3 separate regions of the Mus musculus genome follow, and regions 1 and 3 are each linked to region 2. The links are chromatin contacts, called in public HiChIP or PLAC-seq maps. All regions are on one chromosome and are shown on one strand. Each heading gives the region's core, a stretch centred on a gene start, on an enhancer-like site or on the middle of the called end of the contact. The rest is flanking DNA. Distances are from core to core; before and after follow the strand shown. Region 1 has its middle 7.8 kb from the start of Nrip3. Region 2 overlaps Dennd5a (DENN/MADD domain containing 5A). Region 3 holds the start of Wee1 (WEE 1 homolog 1 (S. pombe)).

Region 1 (3,834 bases), core at 879-3,378, 160 kb before region 2:
AGAGGGCAGCCCTGAAGCTGCTTTCCAAAGATGGTAGAGATTTTTTGGATCTCTTCCTGTCAGCAATGATTTTGTTTCATAGCCAGATTCTGATATCAAATCCAATAGATAGCAAGAGGAGAAAGAGAGAAAGAGAGAAAGAAAGAAAGAAAGAAAGAGAGAGAGAGAGAGAGAGAGAGAGAGAGAGAGAGAGAGAGAGAGAGAGAGAAAATATTAGCCTCAGCATCAGAAGCAATTGTCCATCTTGAGAGCCAAGAAGGAAAGAATCTAGACTCGGCTTTAAGTTCTGTCCTGTCCCATCACCTCACCCCCATGCACTTGCTGTGGAACTCTGGCTATGTTGCAGAAGTTTTTGATCCACAGTTGACCCATTTTGTAGAGGTCTGTGTAGTTTTGTAGAGCACAGAGGCCTGGCCTCAATAAATGTAAGTCCCATTGCATTTTCTCCCCATCTCCAACACGCAAAACCCAGACAAAAAATGAGTGACCCTCCTGAGGCAGGGCAAATGCTGCACTGAGGGACAAGACCTGTGAAAACCATAGATCTCTCAGAATGCAGTGGATAATAGGTACGACTGCCTACTCACTGGTGGACAGCCAGGGTGGGCAGCTCACTTGTGATCACTACTTATCTCCAGAGCACCTTGGGTCCTTGGGTTCCACCTTCTTCCTTTGAGCATGCTGTCAGGAAATGATGGTGACAGGCCGCAGGGCCTGGGGTAGGGGTGAGGCAGATAGCAGGAAGATGAAGTACTCAGTACATCACAAGTAGACTCCCAGCAATGTAAATATATACACATTTACACACACACACACACACACACACACACAGAATTCTCTTGAACCTACTTTCATGCTCAGTTCTACATTGCCCAGAGAGAACATCTGACCTTCGTCCCTCTCTGACCCCAGGCCTTGAGAATGCTAAGAAAGTAAGCGCTCTGCTACATTGCCAGACCTATTCCTGACTACTCATTTTTTTTTTAATTTATTTTTAAGCTTGTAATATTTTATTTATAAACAATTCCAAAATTTCAAGTTGCAAGCATAAAATACTACACATACCTGTATACCCTTTCCCAGGTTCCCTGTTACTAAAACTTTATTACATGCATACACTTTTTTTTCCTTGAAACATTTAAGGACAAATTACATAAAATATGACCTTTTGCCACTAATTCGACAGTATGTATTAAATACAAGTATGGTGGTATGTAATCCACCTCCTGCTTGGAAGGCTAAAAAGGCGAATTGAGAGTCCGAGGCTAGCTCAGGCATGGTGACACACACCTTTAATCCTAGCACTCTAGAGGCAAAGGCAGACAGATCTCTGTGAATTGAAGGCCAGGCTGGTTTACACAGAGTTCTAGGCCAGGTAGAGCTATACAGTAAGTGAGGCCCCTTAGAGAAAAATGGGGGACAGAGACAGAGAGAAGTAGAGAGAGACAGTTTTGTGTGTGTGTGTGTGTGTGTGTGTGTGTGTGTGTGTGTGTGTGTGTGTGTGTGTGTTAGGGGTCAGCCTGGGCTACACAGAAGGTTCAAGGGCAGCGAAGTTGCATCTCTAAGACCAGAGAAGAGGGAGGAGGGGATTTTTCTCTCTCCTAACCACAGTATAGATATAAACTTCATGAATTTACATTGCTAGAATATTTTTACCTAAATTATTCATGTTCTAGTTTTGTCAATTGACGTAACAAAGTTCTTTATTATAACCTTCCCCTGTAGCACAGGATCCACCCAGAGTCAAATCTCTTCAGCCTGGAATCTGGAATGTTTCCACAGCTTTCTCTGTCCTTCATGCCACTGACACAGAAGGCAATCCCCCTGTGTTCACCGCTTTTTGCTATGTCACTAAATTCCCAGTGAGAGCTCTTCAGGAAGAAAGGGTTATTCTAGCTCACAGCTTATGAGGGTGCGGTCCATGGTGGCAGGGGAACCAGGGCAGATTTGCCACGGCAGGAGCATGCAGTGCTGCCTATTCACGTCCTGGAAGGCCAAGATGCAAAGGGATCAACACTAGGGCTCAGCTCCCTTTCTCATTTGTCCCTTTTTATTCAGGCCAGAACCCCGGTCTGTGGGGTGGTGCTGTCCACAGCCAGGGTAGGTGTTTAACTCCTTGGTTAAGCCTGTCTGGAACACCCTCACAGATGCACACAGAGATGTGCCCAATAGACTAACAGAGCTGTACCACTATTACCCCCTGTCGCGGTAAATCTCTCCAACCCAATTATGTTCTGGCAATGAAAACACAACACAATTAATACGAATACATGTTGTGTGCCTAGATTGGCAGATCTACCACTACACTATCATCTTCCACATCTATGAGACCCTTAGAACTTGCAGTTTCTCCAGGCCGTGTGCTTCTGCTCCGCTTTTCTTCTTCCTCCTCCTCTGCCTTCTCTCTGTCTCAAACCTCCTTCTTTTCTTTCTTTCCGTTCCACCTTGCCTCTCTCTGCCCAATCATCAGCTCTCCTTTATTTTACAAATTAAGGTGGGAAGAAGGTTTACAGGAAATCACCTGAGTGCTGACTCATTCCTTGTTCTCAACCCCTCAAAGGAGAACAGAATTGACATCAAATATAATTAGCCCCAGGGCTCTCCACAACAACCCCCAAAGAAACGCCATACCCACTACTGATCATTCCGTGTTCTCCCAAATTCTCCAACCATACACAACCTATAATCTACTCTCTGTCTTCCTGGATTTACCTATTCTGGACATTTTGTATACAATGGTTGGTGTTTTGTGACTGGCCTCTTTTAATTAGTACTATGTTTCCATAGTTCATTTGTTTTATAACATACTAGTGCTTGTTTGTGACCAACTTATATCTCATCATGTGGACATAGCTCATTTTGTTTCCCTATTTGTTACTGAAGAACATATGAGTCCTTTCTACATTTTGTGTGTAGTGGCAGAAGTTGATACTAGGTGTCTTCTTTTACCGCTCTGTCATTGGACCTGGGGCTCACTGATTCGATAGAGTAGCTGGCCAACAAGCCCCTGGAATCCTCCTATCTCTACCTCCCAGCTGTGGAATTACAAGCTTAGGCTCCCAGCTCCCATGCCTAGCTTTTTATATGGGGGTTGGGGATCCAAACTCAAGCCCCCATCTTGCTGACCTAAGTAACTTGCATAAGGTCACAGCTGATAAGTAAAACTGGGCTAGCAATCTAGGAATGTCAGAGGATGTACTGGGAATCTTGAAAGAGTAAACATGGCAAAAGTTAAGCCTTGGAGAAAGACATTTCTCACTGACCAGCAGAAAGGACAGATTCTCAAAAAGACACTGGGAATAAAGGGGGGCTGCTGTCAGGCCAGTGATTCTTCTTGAGTCGTCCTAGTTCCTCAGTGGGAGGTACTCACGTTAGTCACAACTCCAGTTGATGTGTGAGATGCAGCTGCTCCAAGGTGCCTTCCTGCACCTTAAGTCACCTGGAGCCAACATCCTAGTTGGTTCTTTGCCACCACCGCCATCTTACTATATCACCCTCAGTTTTGTATCCTGTCAGGCATCAAACACACCAGCTGGTCATCACAGGTAACCATGGAGACAGCAGGTATGGCCAGGGTCACCAAAGCTCCTCTTATTACCCTCTGCCTCATGTGGTTATGTCCATGGGACTAGCATGTGGCATCGGTTCCAGTTTCTGCTCAGCAACCACTCATGTTTCAACTCCTAATCAGGTTACAAGGCAAAGTCAACATTAAAGCCCAGATTTGAGGTGGGTTTGTATTTCTGCTTCAGGAATCCTGTAGGGAGTATTTGTCAGACTTTTAATCGCTGAAACCAACTTCCCAGGAAGGCAATTGTGTTAGTCAGCATTCTC
Region 2 (4,064 bases), core at 882-3,381:
AATAAAAATATAAGAATCTCACTATGTTATTCCAACTTAGATCAAATTTACAGCTGGGCGTGGTGGTGCACACCTTTAATCCCAGCACTTGGGAGGCAGAAGCAGGCAGATTTCTGAGTTCGAGGCCAGCCTGGTCTACAAAGTGAGTTCCAGGACAGCCAGGGCTACACAGAGAAACCCTGTCTCAAAAAACCAAAAAAAAAAAAAAATCAAAACCATAATAAAAATGTGAACAAAGTACACAAAACAAAGAAATGTAAAAAAACTGTAAGGAATACAGGGGGGAAGGCTCAGCTTCACTAATGATTAAATTCAGACAACTGGAAATGTTCTTTAAAAAGCAATAACACATTAGAGGCATTGTCCTAGTTAGGGCTACTAATCCTGGGACAAACACCAAGTTGGGGAGGAAAGTGTTTACTGAGCTTACAGCTCCACATCACAGGACAGAAACTCAAAACCTAGAAGCAGGAGCTGACGTAGAGGCCATGGAAGGATGCTGCTTACTGACTTGCTCCCCTATGGACTGTCAGCCTGCTTTCTTACAGAACTCAGAACCATCAGCTGAAGGGCAGCCCCACTCACAATGGGCTGGACCCTTCCACATCAATCATTAATTAAGAAATGCCCTACAGGCTTGCCTACAGCCTGATCTTATGGAGGTATTTTCTCAACTTAGGCTTCCTCCTCTCCAATGACTCTAGCTTATGTCGACTTAACATAAAACTAGCCAACACAAGCAGAGAGAAACAGTTATGTTTATGTCAAAACTGCTAGTGAGAGAGCTGGAGAGATAGCTCAACAGTTAACAGCACTGAATGCTCTTCTAGGGGGCTGGGCTTCAATTTCCAGCACATACATGGTGACTCACAACTGTCTATAACTCCGATTCCAGAGAATCAGACACTCTCAGGCAAACATACAGGCAAATCACCCATAAAACTTAATTAATATGCATGCACACACATATAACAAAACCTGACACCATCTAGCTGGGCTGTGACCACATGCACACATGTATGTGCATGTAACATATATCAAGTTATACACTCAGTGTTGGTGTTTACTTTTTTCTGAGATAAAACCTTCAAATTTGTCAGGTGTGGTGGTGTGCAACTTTAATGGATCTCTGTGAGTACAAGGCCAGCCTGGTCTACATAGTGAGTTACAAGACTATATAGAATCATATAGTGTACAAAGGACTCAAAAACAAAAAACAAAGTACAAATACCAAAGAAACCGTAATTACATCAGAATGCTTCCAGAGCTTGATTCTGGATAAAGGAATAGATTTACTTCTCAGTTCTGTAATTACAAAGTTCCCATGAGAAGTGTGTGCTTTAAAACCTACTTGAATCTTTTTTTGTTTTTGGATTTGATTGTCTGCTTTTTTCTTTTAGACCAGGCTAGCCTTAAACTTGCTATGTAGCTGAGAATGACCCTTAAACTTCTGATCCTCCTGCCTCTGCCTTTTCAGTGCCAGTGTGTGCCAGCACAGAAGTTAGAGCAGTGTGCTAGGGATAAGACCCGGGGCTTTATGCAAAAACTCTACCAAGATGGCTACATGCCCAGGCCAAGTCCTCAATATTTTATTTTTTTAAAATACATAAATGTTATTTTACATAATGATGACTTCCCCTACCCCTACCCCAAGGCAGGTCTCACTGTATAGCTCTGACAGTCCTGGAGCTGCTGCGTACACAGGCTGATCTCTAGCACACAGATCCTCCTGTCTGCTTCTTTTCTGGTTTGTTTCACAGTGCACCTTGCATTCTCTCTCCAGCTCTGGTGTTGACAGAGAATCTGATGAGCTAAGATTCACAGAAGAGGCTGAAAGGAGGATGGCAGGAAGTGAGATGGTGCTGAATGACTCACTAATTTCAATAATAAAGGAAAAAAGGTAAGGCTTCTATAGCACTCCCTTAGCACAGCCTCACTTGCCCCTATAATTCCATGTGCATTGGATTTACTTTCTCCCTCCCGCAATCCTACAAACTAGTTCTGACTAGTTTGCCATTCTCAGCCTCAGAACTGCAAGTGAAGCAGGAGTAACCAGCCCCAAAGCCCAACACTGCCGTTCCTTCCTCAGTCCCAGCCTCCCTGAAGAACAAGTGGCTAAGTAAATATGGAGCTTTCATTCCCGACTGTTGCCAAAACTGTGGCAGAGTGCTTACTCAGCATGCACAATGTCCTGGGGTCAATCCCGATCACTGAAAAGGGAATGGGACACGCTCTCATAATTAGTATAGTATATACATCAGGGATTGGTTAGTTTGATAAAATATAGGTTTCTAAGCCCCACTCCCAAATTTTCTGTTTCTAAAGGCAAAATATGTAGCCCGGCCAGGTTCTCTGGCATACATCTGAAATCCTAGGAATTCAGGAGGTTAACACAGTGATGTCTCCAGTTCAATAACAGCCTGAAAAACATGTGACCTTACCTAGATGGGAAAAAAAAAGATTGGAGGTGGGTGGCGGGTGGTAAATATAATCCAACAGGTCACTGGATTGAATTTTATTTTTGTAGTAAATTCTGGGAGCTGTTGTAATTGGTCCAGAGCACACACGCAATGAAAAACACTGGTCTACAACACCCACCATCATATTGATAATTTCACTCACTAGCCTCACTCTAGCCTCACTCACCCTTTGAACAGTTCTGTTGAAGAACATAACACAGCCAGGCAGGGTTGGTGCACACCTTTACTCCCAGCGCTTGGGATGCAAAAGCAGGTGAGTCTTTGTGAGTTCAAGGCTAGCCCAGTCTACAAAGAAACTGTGTGTATGTATGTGTGTGTGTGTGTGTATGTGTGTTTGTGTGTGTGTGTGTGTGTATGTGTGTGTGTATGTATGTGTGTGTCTGTGTCTGTGTGTGCTGTGGTGGGGATGCAGCATTTTAGAGAATAAGGCATGAAATGGTCAAGAATGTGTGCCAGCCTGGGTTACATGGCCCTCTTTCTCAAAGTAAAGTATTGAATATCCACATCCACCCTGGCCTAACACTCCTGATCCTGTCAACCCTTTCCACCCCTTACACACTACATGCTACTTATTTAGAGTGTTCTTTTTTCTTTCCTTTTCTTTCTCTTTTAAACAAACTCTTAGATGTAGCCCAGACTAGAATTTACTATGAAACCCAGGCTAGCCTGGAGCTCTCAATCTTCTTGCCTTGACCTTATATTTAGTTTATTATTTATTTATTTATTTATTTGGTTTTGAGACAGATTCTCTGTGTAGCCCAGGTTGTCCTGGAACTCTCTCTCTGTAGACTCTGTAGACCAGACTAGCCTCGATCTGCCTGCCTCTGCTGGATAAAAGGTGTGCACCACCAGGCCAAGCTATGTTAAATTTTTAATATATCTCTCTCCACTTAAAAGAGCTCCATAAAGAGAATTTCACTCACTGACATGACTTGTGTGCCTCAAACAGTGATTACAAGATCTTCAAATTTCTATAAATAATAGCTAAATGAGGAGTGAAAATCAATAAATACTAACTTTGTGGTGGTTGTTCACATCCATGTGCTGGGGACTCAGCTAGGGTTTTGTGCATGCTAAGCAAGTGCTCTTCGAGTAACACATCCCAGCCCAACTTTTAGGTTTTCTGGACAATTACTGCCTACAAGATACTCTACATTAAAGACGCATCTGTGGTCATTTGAGTGAGAGTCCCCCGTGAGCTTCAGACATTTGAATACTAGGTCCCCAGATGATGGTGACCATTTGGAGAGAATTAGGGGTCATGGCCTTGATGGAGGAAGTATGTTGCTGGGGGCAGCTCTGAGGATTCAAAAGCCTCACATCATTTCTAGTGAGCTCTCTCTCTCTTTGTTTTTGTTTTTGTTTTTTGAGACAGGGTTTCTCTGTATAACCTTGGCTGTCCTGGAACTCACTCTGTAGACCAGGCTGGCCTCGAACTCAGAAATCTGCCTGACTCTGCCTCCCAAGTGCTGGGATTAAAGGCGTGCACCACCACCGCCCGGCTTAGTTGGCTCTCCCTTCTTGTGTGTGAGCTCTTGGCTGCTACCTCAAATACATCATCATGAACTCTAATCTTCTGCAACT
Region 3 (4,231 bases), core at 604-3,103, 180 kb after region 2:
GTAGTTTCTGCTTGCCTCTACTCCTGAGTGCTGGGATTAAGTGCCGCCCAGCCTGGCAATAATAATAATTTTAAATTTTAGCTTGGAAGCTGGACCTGTGACTCATACTTGTAATTGGAGGGCTTAAAAAAAAAAAAAAAACCAAAACCTCAGATGAACTGAGAATCTCAGAAGAGTTGACATTGACAAGCTGATAAAAGTTGCCCACAAGAAGATCACTATAACAACCTCCTTTGTATTTATGCTTTTGAGATACTATTAAGTGGAACAGATCTGCATATGGAAACTTCCACTCTAGAAGTTCTCTTTGAAACTGCCAAACTCACTGGCCTGCGTTGTTCTAAGTAAAGGGCAATTTGCTTCTGTTGAGCTCAATCTTACTTTCAGGTCACCCTGATCAACCCATCTAACAGCAATGTCAGAACTCCCAAGTCAAATGGATCCCTGTGAGTTAGTGGTCAGCTAGGGCTACACAGTTTTCTTATCTTGAAAACAAAACAAGACAAAACCAAACCAAACCAAACCAAAGATCAGTCCATCAGCCTGGCCTGGCAGGTGCACAGGTCTATAATCCCAGCACTCTGGAGGTGGTTCAAATAATCGGGCTACACGGCAAAGGCAGGTCTCAAAAACAAAAATCAGTTTGACTTTTCAGCCTTTGAAGTGTTAAAAAAAGCTCACACACACATTAGTACTCCTAACTACAGTAAATGACAACAGAAGAGTATAATAGGCTATTATCCAGATAATGTGAATCTACATTAAAAAACATCAAGCTTTCTACTGATGGCCTCAGTTCCCCAAAAGTGGGTTCTAATTTCCTAGTGAAAAAGAAACCTACTTTTCTGTATGACAGTCTGGCCTCAGTAATTCCCACTCCAGCAGAGAATGCTAAAAAAAAAAAAAACAAAACCGTAACAAGGAGAAATGATTGATCATAGCATACAAAATAGGAACACACTTGTTGTAAACAGATTTAAGTTACGGTTGAGAAGGTTGTGGAAACTTATTTTTTCCTGGAAATTATGAGACAGGACCACTACAGAGCAAAGGGGTTTTAAACTTCTGGTCCTCCTGCCTCAGCTTCCAGACTGTTTGAATCACAGGTGTGTGCGCCAGCACTCACCTCTGTTACACTTCAGTTTTGTTTTGTTTTTTTTCTCTCCCGGGACCAATCAGTTTGGCTAGCGCACTCTCACGTGTAAGCGAACAAATATAAACACCACGGTTGCAGGTCAGGCATTCGGGCTTGTGGCAGGACCAATTATCACGGATAAGTCTGGCTGTGAGGGACACAAGACTGTGTGAGAGGCCACCTCTGTGTCCTAGTCCTGCAGCTCATTATCTGAGTTTCGCGCTGGGCAAGGTCCAGAGCTCGGTCACTGTTTCCGGCTCGGACCGCGACTATAGAACGTGACTGGACACAGCCACGCCCAGAACGCCCCAGGGGTCGGGCCTCAGAACCTGGGGTTGGACCAGGCTTCTAGGCGTCCCCAAAGGCTGCACGGTGTCCGGATGCTTCTGAACCCGGAGACAGGGAGGCCGACCCAAGGCCAGCACTGGGCAGTAGCCGCCGTCCTCTCGCCCCTCCTCGCAGGGCGGCTCCCGGCAGGCTCCGGTCCTCTAAACATAGACTCTGGGTGGGGTTCTGTGCAATCCAGGCCCACTCATTGGCCCGGGATGCCGCGACCCGCCCACGACTGGCGGCGCGCCTAGGCTGTGGGGCGGAGTCAGCGAGTTCCCGCCAAAATCGCGTAGCTGGTTCCTCCCCCGTGGGCTACGTCGCGCCCTCCCTGTTTTTTCAAACCGGGGCTGGGCGGGGATTGGTGGGCTGGGCCCTCACGTGGTTAACGGTCGCGGGAAGCCGCGGAACCCGAACTTGCGGACGAACTTGCGGAGCCTTTCGCCAGCACTGGACCGGCCAGTCTCCGCTGGACATCCCGCGCCGCAGCCGTCGCCGTCGCCCCGTCGTGAGCTTGACGGGCCTCGGAGTTGCCGCCGCGCAGGCCCGCTGCAGCCTCAGCCCGGCGCGCCCGATCGCACGTGGCGGACCCGCCCCCTGTGCCAGCCGCGACCTGGACGCCGCCGGCCTCTGCTCGCCGGTCCTGTGTTCTCCCGTGCTCCGCCGTGACTGCAGCCGGGAAATGAGCTTCCTGAGCCGACAGCAGCCGCCGCCCACCCGCCGCGTAGGAGCCGCTTACAGTCTGCGGCAGAAGCTCATCTTCTCGCCGGGCAGCGACTGTGAGGAAGAGGAGGAGGAGGAGGAGGAAGGCAGCGGCCACAGTACGGGGGAGGACTCGGCCTTCCAGGAACCGGATTCGCCCCTGCCTTCTGCACGCAGCCCTGCCGAGGCCGAGGCCGAGCGCCGCCGTCGCTCGCCCGGCGCGGAGCCCAGCAGCCCGGGAGAGCTGGAGGACGACTTGCTGCTGCAGGGCGGCGGCGGAGGCGCGCAAGCGGCGGGTGGAGGCGCCGAGGGCGACTCTTGGGAGGAGGAGGGTTTCGGCTCCTCGTCGCCCGTCAAATCACCTTCGACCGCCTACTTTCTGAGCAGCCCGTTCTCGCCAGTGCGCTGCGGCGGCCCAGGGGATGCCTCCCCGCAGGGTTGCGGGGCTCCGCGAGCCATGGACGACCCCTGCTCGCCGCAGCCCGACTACCCGAGCACCCCTCCGCACAAGACCTTCCGCAAGCTGCGCCTGTTCGACACGCCGCACACTCCCAAGGTAATGGAGGGGGCGGAGGAGCCGGCTCCAGGGCCTTTAAAAAAAAAGGCCGCGGCGCTGCAGCCCTGCGCGCCACTGCCCGGGTTCGGTTACATAACCGCCCCGCCGCACCCCGCTCGCTGTCCTGCGCCGCCACTCAAAAAAAAAAAAAAAGTTGGCAGCCCCCCTTTTTGGCTCTGCCTAGAAGTTGTCGGTTAAGATTATGTAACTGAACAATGGGCCTGGTCTGTAACTACTCCACTTTACAAAGGGCCTGGTCCCCGCTGTCCAGGTGGTTGAGTATTGGGTCTCGGTGGTCCGGTGTGCCAGGGTGCCGGATTGCTGCTGGCCACCTGACACTCCGAGCCATATGGTGCCTGTTAAATCCGGTGTCCGGGCCTGTAATTTGGGGGGCACGGATGGAAGGAGTTAGGTTTATTAAAGGGTTTGTTCCAACCCCCTGGACTTGTGGTTCCATGTGATATGGCATTAGAGATTCTGCGCGTCCTTTTGAGTCTCTGTGTTTACCGTCGTGAACTCATGGATATTCCAGGTTGCTTTTGATTGTCTTTCGGGATTTAGTATTACGGAAGCTTTGTGTTTATTCTGGAGTTTCCCCTGCCGTTTTGTTGGTCTGTGTGTCAAAACTAATGTGTCTTAAAGCAGAGTGTGTTCAGAACCCGTTTGGAATAGCCGGTGAATATGCATACTGTCATGGTAATACTTGAGAAGTCACAAAAACATTAAGAGTAGACAATTTCCAAAATAAAGACAGGCATGGTACCTGTAAGTTTAACACGGGAAATAAGCCCCCCTTTTTTGAGAGAACGTTTCTCTGTGTAACCTTGGCTGTTCTGGAACCTACTTTGTAGGAACTAGGAACTCAGAGATCCTCCTGTCTCTGCCTCCCGAGTGCTGGAACTAAAGGCGCCCTACCATGCCCCTCGACATAAGCCTTTTAAAGGGAATCTATTGATTTCCATGCAACTTTAGTCTTAAATCTCGAACATCCAGGTGCTTTTGTGCTTTGCTAATTTTATAGGCGGACAGGCCCAGGGCACCATCCCCCTTAGTAAGGGGAGGAGTCCAGGGAGGTGGCCTGCAAAAGCCTACTTGAGGTGGAGGTGGGGATTTTTTTTTTATGAGAGTGAGTGTTTTTATTTTTAGAATGTTAAAAGAGCCTGTTAATTTTTAGCTACTGATAAGAACTTTTTGTGTAGTCACTGCAAAAGGTCCATTTTAGGATTAGCTACGGGTTTTTACTTTGCTATCTTTTGCAGATAAGTAGTTAGTATTCAACCTGACTCCTAAGTCAGCCGCCATTGGTTTTACTTGAAGTATAACTAAGGCTTGTGTGTTGCCCCCTCCCTTGTTCTTTTCTTTCCCCAAGTCGGGTAACGGAACCTCTCCCTGCATGGGTTCTAGTGCAGAGCTTCATTCACAATGTGCTGCTTTGGGCTACATACTTGGCCACTTAGGAAGGCAAGTTGGAGGTTATATAGAGAAGACTCCAGAAGACTGGGTCCTGAAGA

Evidence for each region. HiChIP or PLAC-seq counts read pairs in DNA pulled down with a chosen protein or histone mark.
Region 1: a contact with region 2 is called in an H3K27ac HiChIP or PLAC-seq map of embryonic stem cells, with 7 read pairs. The contact joins two enhancer-like sites. A contact is called at or near these places in 3 of 39 promoter capture datasets (the C10 cell line, HPC-7-derived erythroid cells and hematopoietic stem and progenitor cells), 5 of 484 Hi-C or Micro-C datasets (the MNK3 cell line, Th1 cells, embryonic stem cells and 1 more), 4 of 115 datasets of contacts at active chromatin or transcription factors (CD8 T cells, embryonic basal ganglia and embryonic stem cells) and 2 of 9 other capture datasets (adipose tissue and pancreatic islet).
Region 3: a contact with region 2 is called in an H3K27ac HiChIP or PLAC-seq map of embryonic stem cells, with 6 read pairs. The contact joins the promoter of Wee1 here to the enhancer-like site in region 2. A contact is called at or near these places in 5 of 39 promoter capture datasets (cranial neural crest, hematopoietic stem and progenitor cells, liver and 1 more), 2 of 484 Hi-C or Micro-C datasets (the HL-1 cell line and stem cell-derived neural progenitor cells), 7 of 115 datasets of contacts at active chromatin or transcription factors (the 230-238 cell line, CD8 T cells, bone marrow-derived macrophages and 4 more) and 3 of 9 other capture datasets (adipose tissue, liver and pancreatic islet).

Annotation. Positions count from the first base shown.
Region 1 is chr7:109,787,378-109,791,211 of GRCm38.p6, forward strand. No RefSeq gene overlaps it. Among named protein-coding and RNA genes, the nearest start is that of Nrip3, 7.8 kb to the left of the region's middle. Within about 2 kb of position 2,129, at least 12 of the 459 cell types and tissues checked have an H3K27ac peak or open chromatin away from gene starts, as enhancers often do. A contact at or near this core is called in embryonic stem cells, where this site is marked.
Region 2 is chr7:109,942,685-109,946,748 of GRCm38.p6, forward strand. The region is part of intron 1 of Dennd5a (DENN/MADD domain containing 5A); the gene reads right to left. Among named protein-coding and RNA genes, the nearest start is that of Dennd5a, 16 kb to the right of the region's middle. Within about 2 kb of position 2,132, at least 41 of the 459 cell types and tissues checked have an H3K27ac peak or open chromatin away from gene starts, as enhancers often do. A contact at or near this core is called in embryonic stem cells, liver and trophoblast stem cells, where this site is marked.
Region 3 is chr7:110,120,206-110,124,436 of GRCm38.p6, forward strand. Wee1 (WEE 1 homolog 1 (S. pombe)) reads left to right here and starts at 1,854. Exons shown (of 11, transcript NM_009516.3): 1 at 1,854-2,720. The coding sequence starts at 2,145.